2 separate regions of the Zea mays genome follow, and region 1 is linked to region 2. The links are chromatin contacts, called in public Hi-C maps. All regions are on one chromosome and are shown on one strand. Each heading gives the region's core, a stretch centred on a gene start, on an enhancer-like site or on the middle of the called end of the contact. The rest is flanking DNA. Distances are from core to core; before and after follow the strand shown. Region 1 holds the start of LOC100282356. Region 2 holds the start of LOC100280526.

What was found. Hi-C and Micro-C count contacts between places; a contact is called where the count stands out from the background.
Region 1: a contact with region 2 is called in a Hi-C map of ear, with 2.1 times the contacts expected there. The contact joins the promoter of LOC100282356 here to the promoter of LOC100280526 in region 2. A contact is called at or near these places in 2 of 25 Hi-C or Micro-C datasets (ear and tassel).

What each region holds. Positions count from the first base shown.
Region 1 is chr4:43,701,326-43,707,016 of Zm-B73-REFERENCE-NAM-5.0, forward strand. LOC100282356 reads left to right here and starts at 3,640. Exons shown (of 12, transcript NM_001155268.2): 1 at 3,640-4,026; 2 at 5,107-5,168; 3 at 5,475-5,577. The coding sequence starts at 3,865.
Region 2 is chr4:43,093,991-43,099,480 of Zm-B73-REFERENCE-NAM-5.0, forward strand. It overlaps LOC100280526, which reads left to right and starts at 3,012. Exons shown (of 10, transcript NM_001153444.1): 1 at 3,012-3,295; 2 at 3,477-3,522; 3 at 3,630-3,742; 4 at 3,878-4,145; 5 at 4,511-4,572; 6 at 4,777-4,828; 7 at 4,923-5,032. The coding sequence starts at 3,284.

The DNA of each region.
Region 1 (5,691 bases), core at 2,390-4,889, 610 kb after region 2:
CGACCTACAGTTGGTCCCTGCAGCCGAATTACATCCTATCATCAAACCTTGGTCGTTCAGAGGATGGGGATTAGACTTTATTGGAGAAATTCATCCTTCATCATCAAAGGGGCATCGGTTCGTGTTAGTTGCCACTGACTATTTCACCAAATGGACTGAAGCCGTCGCTCTGAAGAACATGACACACAAGGAGGTAATTGAGTTCATAACTGAGCATATTATTCATAGATTCGGCATTCCCCAGACCTTGACTACAGATCAAGAGACTTCTTTTTATGTCAAAGGAGGTACGTGAATTTGCTGAATTATATAGAATTAAGTTGCTTAATTCATCTTCATATTATGCTCAGGCCAATGGACAGGCCGAGTCTAGTAATAGGACATTGATTAACTTGATAAAAAAGAAGATATCTGATAATCCTAAGTATTGGCATAAGATTTTGTCCGAAGCTTTATGGGCTCACAGAATATCTAAACATAGTGCTACTAAAGTGTCTCCTTTTGAGCTTGTATATGGGCAGGAAGCAGTGTTGCCTGTGGAAATAAGCTTGAATGCTGTCAGGTTCGCCAGACAAAATGATCTAACCGTCATGGATTATTATAATTCAATGATGGATAATATTGATGAGGTGACCGACAAGAGGGTGATAGCTTTGGGAGCAATAGAAAAGGACAAGATCAAAGTAGCCAGGGCCTACAACAAGAAGGTCAAAGCAAAGTCATTTCAAGTAAGGGACCTGGTGTGGAAGACCATCCTGCCTCTAAGGAGTAAAGACCGAAAGTTTGGGAAATGGTCGCCAAGCTGGGAGGGTCCATATAGAGTAAAACAGGTAATGTCTGGTAACGCCTATTTATTGCAAACATTACAAGGCAAAGATTTACCCAAAGCCTTGAATGAGCGTTTCCTTAAGCAGTACCATCCTAGTATGTGGCAAGATGCCTAAGAGAACCGATGTAATCACATCGAGTTATTTGCTTTTGGTTTGCTCAGCTCCACCAAAAGGCAGGGGGCATATAATGGGCACCAAATTGAGGTGCGGACAGTCCGGCCTTGAGGCCGGACGGTCCGCGGTCCGGACGGTCCGCGTCTGTGGGCCGGACGGTCCGCGCACGCGCAGAACAAAAAAGATTAGGGTTCCGAGTTTTTCGCTGTGTTTGTTAGCGAAAATCGCGGGATTTGCTCCGAGTTTTGTTGGTAACGGGTCCAGCCCCCCTCCTCTATAAAAGCAGAGGATTACAGCCGATTAATCATCATCAATCGAATTAACAACACTTCTATTTCGCATTTTATCCTAGGAGTAGTTCTAGTCTAGTTTAGGTTTAGCCTCTCGATCTCCAAATTCTCGCTTCTCTTCGACTCTACACCGATTAGAAGAGTCTAGGTCGGCCTGCCGAGCCTAGACATCACCTAGGATCTCTCCTCCCCGACAGGGTCCCTCCCGGGAGCGAGATCCAGGCCGCCGCCGACGACTTCTGCCGCCTCTGCGTACGCGCGGACCGTCCGGCCCCCAAGGCGCGGACCGTCCGGCCGTCAGGCAGAGAAACCTAGCCCCTGCGCCAGGTCGCGGACTGTCCGGCCCCAGGCCGCGGACCGTCCGCGCCTGACCAGAGAGCACCGCCACGGTTCTTGTTGAGTGTTTGGCGCTCTGAAAAGGCGTCAACACATATGGATTGAGAACTAATCGAACAAGCCCTCGTATGAAAAAATTTTCTATCCTTGCATTTGGTTCATAGGAATTATGCATTTCATGTTCATAGGAATCTCTCCATATATGTAGGGGTGTAAACGGATACTTATTCAGATATCAGTTTTTTGGTCTTTTTTCTTTGATTGTGAATTAATAGAATATAGAATCTGCTATGCAAATTTATATTCTTGTTTTTAGTATTGAGCTTGTAAAGATTCATGAAAGGTAAACCTAAAATCTATCATATATCTTCTCAAATAATAAATATAAATTTCGGATACAAATCGAATATGGATACTGATATTTTTTTACCTTTTTTGTTGTATGGAGTAAATAATGTATGAAATAATTTATACAAAATTTTATTCTTATTTACAATAATGTGCTTCATAACATAAGAAGAGATTAGCATAAAATTTCATACATATTTATTTTAAAATATTAAATTTGTTCTAACAGTTTGGATATCCGTTTACACCCCTACATATATGTGTACAATTCCATGGGAATTTTAACATCTACGGAAACCTCTCTATAAATTTCCTGTGCACGAAGTACAAGGAATTCTTTCTCATGATGCATGTGAACGCATAATGCAGAAAAAAGAGTAGCAGTTTAATTAATAAAAGATATATTCTATTCTTAGATTCCTGTATTTTTCCTATGACTCATTCAAACAACTTTCTATACAAAATTCCTATATTTTTGAATCCTAAGTTTTGCAACCGCTGCTGTATCCAATTCCTATATTTTCCTATTTCTATACTTTTATATTCCTGTAATCCAAAAGACCCCTTAGAGCATCTCCAAGAGCTAAGTCTCTCCTAAATCAAGTTTTTTAAAAAAACACACAAAAACGTGTCTCCAACAATTCCCCTAAAGTGCTCCCAACTTTTTATAGCCCTTAAAACTCTCTCATCTATAGTTACAAATGAGGGATTTTTTGAGCTCCCCATAAACAATCCGTCGCTTTAGGGTTTGTTCGTTTATTTTCAATCCATATGGATTGGAGGGGATTGATACGGATTGAAAGAGATTTTGACTTATTAGGGATTGAAACCCTCTCGATCCCCCTCAATCCATATGGATTGGGGTAGAACCGAACAAGCCCTTAAGGGATCTGTTTGAGAAATGATTAAAATCTACCCCACTAATTTTTAGATATCCCTTAAATTTAATTTTCAGGAGCCATTTTCTGTAGAGCTCTTGGAGATGTTCTTAGATTGTAGTATTGAGCCTTAGGAATTTGGAGGGAAAAAAATCATTTGTCATCTATTTCCTATGCAAAACGCAGGAAAATAAACATCCAACAATAGCTCTTTTTCCAATCCTCTGCCCAACCAAACAACTCACCACTTATAATTACAACATTTTACAATCCTCTATTTTACACATGCACTCCTACATTCTTTCTACATTTTCCTATTCCTGTATTTTCCAATTCCTAAATTCCAAAGGAGCCCTACATTTGTAATTTCATAGGAAAATTTCCAAGAGATTAGACCTCGAAAATTTCCATTTCATAGGAATTGTATAGAATTTGTAGGAAGCCAATTATTTATTTCAAAGAGCCACATAGGAAAATTTTCTATAGGATTTTAATCCTTTAAAGTTCATTCATTGAAGTCCTTGATTTAGGGTAGTTTGAGAACCTTATTTTCCTAAAAATTTCTACTTTTCATGAGAAATTAGTTATTTTTTTCTAAAAAATAGAAATAACTTAGAAAAATAGGGACTAGCTGTCAAAACAGGAATGACATTTGGGCAAAAAAGGCACACGGTTAGCAAAATCCTTATCCAAATTCGTAGCGGCGGCCCCGAGCCTGAGCGAGCAGTTTGCAGGCAGCAATAGCCCCGGTCCCACTTGCCAGTGACCCACAGCAGCCACACGGAAAGCTCCACGTCACCTAGTCACGGGTTGAAAAATCCCCTTCCTACCCCTCCCCTTCCTAATCTCGATAGGGGTGCGCGAGGACGAGGAGAAAAAACAGAGGAGGAAAAAATATCACCTTCTCTTCCTGCATTCCCCTGCTCGATCCCCGGCGAGGAATTCGCCCCCGAATCCATCGATTTGCTCAGTCCAGTCCGCCGATCCGTGGATCGATTCGTGCGTGGGCTCTGTCCTCCCCGGGGTTCCGATCTGGTCCTCGCCTCGCCGGAGGAGGAGCTGGAGGAGATGAACGGCACCGGGGGCAGCCACCACCAGCAGCAGCACAGGCTCCGGCAGCAGCAGCAGCAGCAGGCGCTCCTGATGCAGCAGGCGCTGCAGCAGCAGCAGCAGCAACATCAGTACCAGTCCGGCGTCCTCGCCGCCGCGGCAGCCGCGGCCATGACCCAGGTCGTCCCCCCGGATCCTCGCCTCTCGATCTGCTGGTCTGCGAGCGCACTGGGCTGCAGTAATGCGCGCCGATCTGCTTGTGAGCGTGGGAGATTGTTTTCTTTGCTTTGAGCATTTTTCCTAGGCTGCCTCGCTGGTTCACTGTACATTTTTTTTTGGTGGCGGGCTAGCAGCAGCACAAGTTGCAGCTTGATAGATTGGATTTCTTCTAGCTCATTCTTTTTGGTGGAATTGGAGAAAGCGCTGTTGCTGCACAAGTTTGTCTGCTCTATTGTTTGTGTTACGTTTCTGGTCGCGTACAAGATGCTTGTGCTAGTGGCTCTATCGTTGTTGCGACTTGGAACAAAGTTTGTTAATAAAGGAAGACGTTTGGATGTGATTGCTCGGAGGACAGTTACTACTAATGAGCCAAAATGGATAGAAAGGATTAGGTTCTCACTCCCTTCATGCTTTTAGCTAAAGATAAAATATTTTTTCTTTTGTTCTCCCTTTCTTGTCTTTGCTTGCACCGTACCACCATGGTCTACATCCTGTTCCCCATATGTCATTTGTATCGGCTGTGGATTGGGTGGTAACACACACTGATGATCTGATCTGGTCGTATCTAGAATGTTGTGTGCATTGAGTTCGAGCATTCTGCTTAGGTTGCCCCGCAAACCATTGTTTGGGGTGTGGTTTTAGTGCATTTATTGGTATTTTTATTTTACAGGAATAATGAGTTGCTGCTTTTTAGTCTCTATATAGCCTGTACTATTTATAACTCCAGCTTTATGAAGTGTGTTAATTGGATTATATTATTTTTGATAGTTAGTTGTACACTGACCTTTGTTCCTTAAGCTAAGGAACGAAAACAAATGGCATTGCTGCTTATGCAAATCACATTGTGCCAGTGGGGAGAGATGTTTGGTAGTAATTGTATGCAATCACAGATTCTATGTCGAATGGGATACAATATGGCTAGAGGAACTGGGTTTATACTCCCTTTACACAAATTATACTTTATTTTGATTTGCTTGTCATTAGCTTGTTTTGCAGTAAGTAAATTGTTTTTTATTTTCTTCTATATTTTATATTTTGCAGATGGAACCTATTTCCAATGGCAATCTTCCACCTGGCTTTGATCCTTCCACTTGTCGCAGTGTGTGAGTGCTTTCGGTGTTCTTCTCTGTTTTCACTTTCATATGTGATTGATAGCTTACTTTGCCTTTTTCCCTTTTTATCTGTGCAACTATGTTGTTTTTTTTAAAAAATAAAAACCTGGAGGTTTAGAAGGTAACGGAAATCAAATTTAGGTAATGCATAGTTTCACATTTATGCTGGTGCTAAAATCTGTAGCTAATTGTAGTTGCATAGTCTAAAGATAGTCTTATGGTATCTATCTTGAAGTTTTATGTAGTTATCTTCTTTTCCCAAAGTATGATTTTAAGTCATGATGATATGCTGAATAGGTATGTTGGAAACGTGAACCCTAATGTCACGGAGAGCCTTTTGATTGAAGTTTTCCAGAGTGCTGGCCTTGTGGAAAGATGCAAGCTCATACGGAAAGAGAAGGTGAACTGCTGCAGTCAATGTTTAAGATTTTGAGTACAAGTGATTGCATTAGAAATTATTGTATTTAAATAGTCCTCCAACTTTTCTGAAGGCACATGTGCTTATGTGTTGATC
Region 2 (5,490 bases), core at 1,762-4,261:
GGCAGACTCCTGCTCGGTTAACACTAAACTGCGTGCTAAGAAAATGAGCAGTACAACCATGTACCGCCATGTGTACTAGGTGGTATGTGATTAGGGGCTGCCCCTATGGGTCCGGACCCCATGGCTGGGACTCGGACCCCGCAAACACCCTTAAAGTTCGCCCAGGGCGGCCCCCCGGCTTAGCACATACGAATGCTCGGACCTCAGGCGTCGAGTCCCGAACCTCTGGCAGTATGAGCCCAGGGCTTACACTGTAAGTGTGCCCTTGTCCCGCACGCTCTGCCCAAGCAGGTGTCCGGAGTCGCCACGTGTCCCTAGGACATGTAGCGCAATCCTTCGTCTAGAAGTAAACTCTCTACCTGTAGCCACACTGCCTGCATTTATTGTAGGGTATCCGAAGCGTGCTCTGCATGTCACTAAGCATGACATGATGTATAGACTGACAAGACTGCCCGCACGTTTCCAAGGCGCACAACAACATGCCTACGCCGCACACATTTAATATCCGTTTGAGATAATGAGAGTTACCGAGACATTTATCTCATGTGTGTGTACAACACCATCATGAGGCACCACTCAGCCACTCGATGCACCCACTGTTGCAGGTCGGATGTGACAACGCAAAGATATCACATTAATTCCTGCGTACATTGGCATGCCCTATCCCTGTAACGTCAGCATGCTGAATGGCTTCGAAAGCATACATAGGACGACAGACAAGGAGAACATACCTAACCATGGAGTCGACACGATAGTCGTCGAGGGAAGATCTCACTCCGTTGTTGTACTTATAACTTTGGGTAGTATATATTTAAGACGAGCACACTGGGCCCACTTGTCAGGGGTCCAGCTCTCTTGTGCATAGTCCCCTCATACTATAAAAGGGGAGCACATGCGATGCAGGAGGGTGAACACACTCAAACTAGCTATACCTAAGCTCTCAAACAGTCTAACTCACATTGGATGTAGGGTATTACGCTCCGGTGGCCTAAACCACTCTAAGGCCCTATTTAGGATAGTTCCAGCTCTATAAAATTTGGTGGAGCCAGTGGAGCAGGTCATTAGGTGCTTCAGAAAATCGTGGAGCCGATTTTGTAAACATTTAGAAGAAATTTAGATAAATCATTTTATTTATTATTTAGATTAAATATATTAAAACTATTTAAGTTGATATTATAAACTACAGCTACACACTAGAGCTAGAACTTGAAGCCATCCCAAACACACCTAAAAATCGTTGTGTTCTTGTGTTCATCCATTCGCTCACGCAAAACTCTATGCACTCTCCTCATCTTAGGACAAGGGTGGGTGCATTCCGCCACCCGGCCGAAAGATTCCCCCTTCGACAGATCCGGACAGTGTAGTTCAGATATTAGATACAGATATGGGATGCCTGATATCCGTAGGATTTTGGATATCCGGATATCTTTTTTGAATAATTGTGTGTAGTTTTGATGATTGTTTGAAGAAAAATAATAATAATACACAAATAGCCTAAAAATCATGAAATGTTATGGAGGTGTAACATATGTCCATGTATATATATATATATATTTTCTCAAAATATTTGGACCATAAAATCCATAATACGCCATCATTTTTCTATTTCGCTTCCATTTGTTGCGTGAGTTACACGTGAAATCGGTTTAAGTATCCAAGTTTCAAAATAATCAATGTTTCACTTTATCATTTTGATGTGGGGATTTAAGGTATATTATTATAGAATGTTTATTAGTCTTGATAATTTTTTTTTGCATTTTTGATCGATGCTAGAATATTTTATGAATTTAATTGTTTTTTGTTTCAACAGAAAAATTAATAATATATAAATAGCCTCAGAAATTCATGAAATTTTATAGAGATATGTCCACATATAATCCTAAAAATGGTTGGACCATAAAATTTACAAGATGTCAACGTTTATTCTATTTTACTTCCACTTATTGCATGAGTTACACGTGAATCTCTCTAAGTATCAAGTTTTAATATTATAAATACTTCACTTTATCATTTTCATGTGGAGACTTAAGGCTATGTTCTTAAAGAAATGTTTATTAGTCTTGATAACTTATTTGCAATTTTTAATCAACACTAGAATATTTTATGAATTTAATTGTATTTTGGTGATTTTTTGCATAAATAAATTAATAATACACAACCTCTGAAATTAATAAAAATTTACAGAGACACACCATATATCCACGTATAATCCTTAAAAATATTTAGATTTTAGAAGTGACTAAATCATTACAATAACGGTAATATGTGTGGAATGATGTCTTACATGATATCCGATAAAAAATTATTACAAACGCTATTTGTGTCTGATTAATTTCGTATTCGACACATGATTATTTGTATTTGTATCGAAAACATCCGTATTTAAATTCGTATCGGAAGCTATAATTCAATTCTGAATAAAAATATAAAAATAAATATAGTTTCACTGATATCTAGCCCCGCTCTATGAAGCTCTCGTGTAGTCATATGGGCCCATATGGGCCCGCTGTGTTGTGCGAGTTACCGTCTCGTGTCCCCACCCCGTCACAGTCAGGTACATCGGCCGACGCGGACGGCGCTGGCAAAACCTAGAGCTCTTTGGTAGGGCTTATTTTTCAGCTTCGGCTCTGGCTCATGCAAAAGTTGTGTCAATCATCTCTTTTTCAAATGGCTTCACCAGTGAAGTGCTTTTCTAAAATGAACTAGAGGGTATGAGCCAAAAAAGTGGCTCACCCGGCTTCAGCTTACGTCATTTTTGCACAATAGCCCTTCCACCAGTCCAAATTATTTTTTTGGTCTTGCCCTTAATCCCTAGCCACGTACAGGAGAGATAAACTGTACAAGGGTCTTTCTGAAAAACAACCTATAAGCCGTTTTGCCAAATGATTTTTTTAGAATAGCTTTGGCTCATCTAAATAAGTGGTTTCAGCTCGTGAGTCAGAGCCCAAGCCGTTTTTGAAGAAACCAGAACCCTGCCAAAGGGACCCCTAATCTGATGTGCACCTGAGTTCGAAGCCGGACCCCTAATCTGATGTGCACCTGAGTTCGAAGCCGAATTCACGACTGCAATTGCAAAACCCTAGCTACCGCTTCGCCGAATTCCCTGTCCTCCGCCCGCTTCGCCGAATTCCCTGTCCTCCGCCCGCTTCGCCGAATTTCCTCTCCTCCCCGCCCGCCGCCCGTCACCGCGGCTTCGTCTGCGCTTGTCCCTCCCGTTCCAAGGAGCACGTGCTTCTCGCCGCGCCGTTCGCCCGCCGCCGCCGCCACCGGTTCATCGCCAGCTATGTCTTCTCAGGTACCGCCCTCACCTCCTCGGTTCCGCCGGTCGATTAGGGTTCGAGTCAGTGTAGTCGCCCATCAGTCGCGCTGGAAGCTTGTTAGCTTTGTTATTTGAGCTCCCCACTCTGTGTTCGTCGACCCCCCTCTGGATCCCGCCTATCCGGCGTGGTCTCACGAATTAGTATGTGGGTTCACAGGTCGACAGCCGCAGCCAGTCCGCCGGGAAGCGCGCGCGCACCGACGGTAGGTTGCTCTTGCTCCGCCGCCTCGTTATCTCACTCTCCGTATCTATCTATAAGTTGCATCTGAGTGAATTCCCCTCGGCGTGGGACAATAAACCTCCTTCTCAGGCAGCCGGCGTGAGGACGACTGGGTTTGCCCCAGCTGCAAGAACGTTAACTTCGCCTTTCGCACCACTTGCAACATGCGCAACTGCAACCAGTCCAGGCCAGCAGATCACACGGTACATGATGGTTTCACCTCGCTTTACTGCAGATTGTTGGCTTGCTGCTTTGCGCATAGTGTACCTGTGGTTACTTCTGCTTGTTGCTTGCCCGTTTGCATTTACCTGGTGCTGCTATTGCTTTCTGTTCAGAAGGCCATGCAGACCCCGCCTCGCTATCCCACATCAGGAGGTTACATGAGCCCAGGGACGCCACCGTCGATGTACCTTGGTGGTGGTGCTCCCCCATATGGCTCTTCAATGTTTAACGGGCCTGCAATGACGCGCTATGGTATCACACAGTTCCCTGGGGGTTCTGCGTATCCATATGGATATGGTGGCCGCATATCAATGGGGAGCCCCTACGGGCCAATGCAAATGGCTGGGCCAACCGCATACTCTGGTGGATCTATGATGGGAGCAGGTAGGTAACTGGGCTTCTGGCTATGGGAGGCATGCCCTATTTTTATATTGCCCTTGCATTAATTAATATAGCTATCAAATTAAATAGGCAAATCCGGTGCTTTCGGTAACGACTTTTATGCAAATCATAGTGTGTTAAACTATTAGTTTTACATAATATGAACAATGCAATTTATTTTCACTTGATCTTCATTTCCACAAATGCTGGCAATAGATAATACCCTTTGCAGTACCATTGTGTTCTGCCACATGTTTTCTAAGCCACTTCATTTGGTTGAGGCTATGACACTTGATACATCTTTTTCAGTCCTATGTTTCCCACATGTTTGTTCACAAGATTTATCTTGCTTATTATCCAATAAACAGGTGGAATGTATGGAATGCCCATGGACAGGTATGGGCTAATACCTGCTGGTTCTGGTCCAATGGTATGTGCTCTTGTGAATTTTCTTCTGTATACCTATTACCTCACGCTAATTTAACTACTGTTTATCCTTACATGAAGAACTTTCAACATGTTTGTTTCTGCTACTTTTAATTCATTTTTTGTTTGTATTATATGATTTCTGTGATTGTGTCTACATGGGAATAACTGTTATGATTCCTTAAATTTATATTCTTGAACTTGAAAGGGCACGAGAGCTGGCTCATATTCTGATGAAGATTCTCAGAAGAAGTCTGCAGGTATATCTTATTGAATTTGTATTTTGACTTATTTATATTAATGTGGTTGGCACGTGATGAATTCTTTGCCTATCCCTCTGAACTTCTGATGCAGGAGCTGGCCGTGATAATGATTGGGAGTGTCCAAATTGCCACAACATCAACTTTGGCTTCCGCACAGTCTGTAATATGAGAAAGTGCAACACACCTAGACCTGAAAACCAGGTTAGAGACTTCTTCCTTATCTGCTATTGTAAGTGATCTGGTATTACTTTCATGTATTTAAACTATGATCAATGTTTCTTTACTTTTGTTGAACTGTAGTATTATGACTTCACAATTGTGCTTGAAGTTGACTTTGCTGCCACAAGATTACCCGTGTGCTTGTAGTGTACATGGTTTTATTGTATACTACTGTTGTAAACTGTTTGGCAAAACCATGCTTATGCACATCTAGAAATATCCTCTAGTTTGTCCTGCCATAGCCCATCGCCACTTGTATGCCTTTTCATTTACTGGACATCAGGATCTGATACTTGTTGATCACCTCTCCTTTGTCCTGGGATTTACTATTTTTTCTAGGTTTTGTTACTCTAGAAAAAAAATTAATACAACTTTCTCCCTCTGTTGTATTATCAAGCTAAACCAGAATAATTTTGTGAACAAAAAAAGCAAACAAGTTT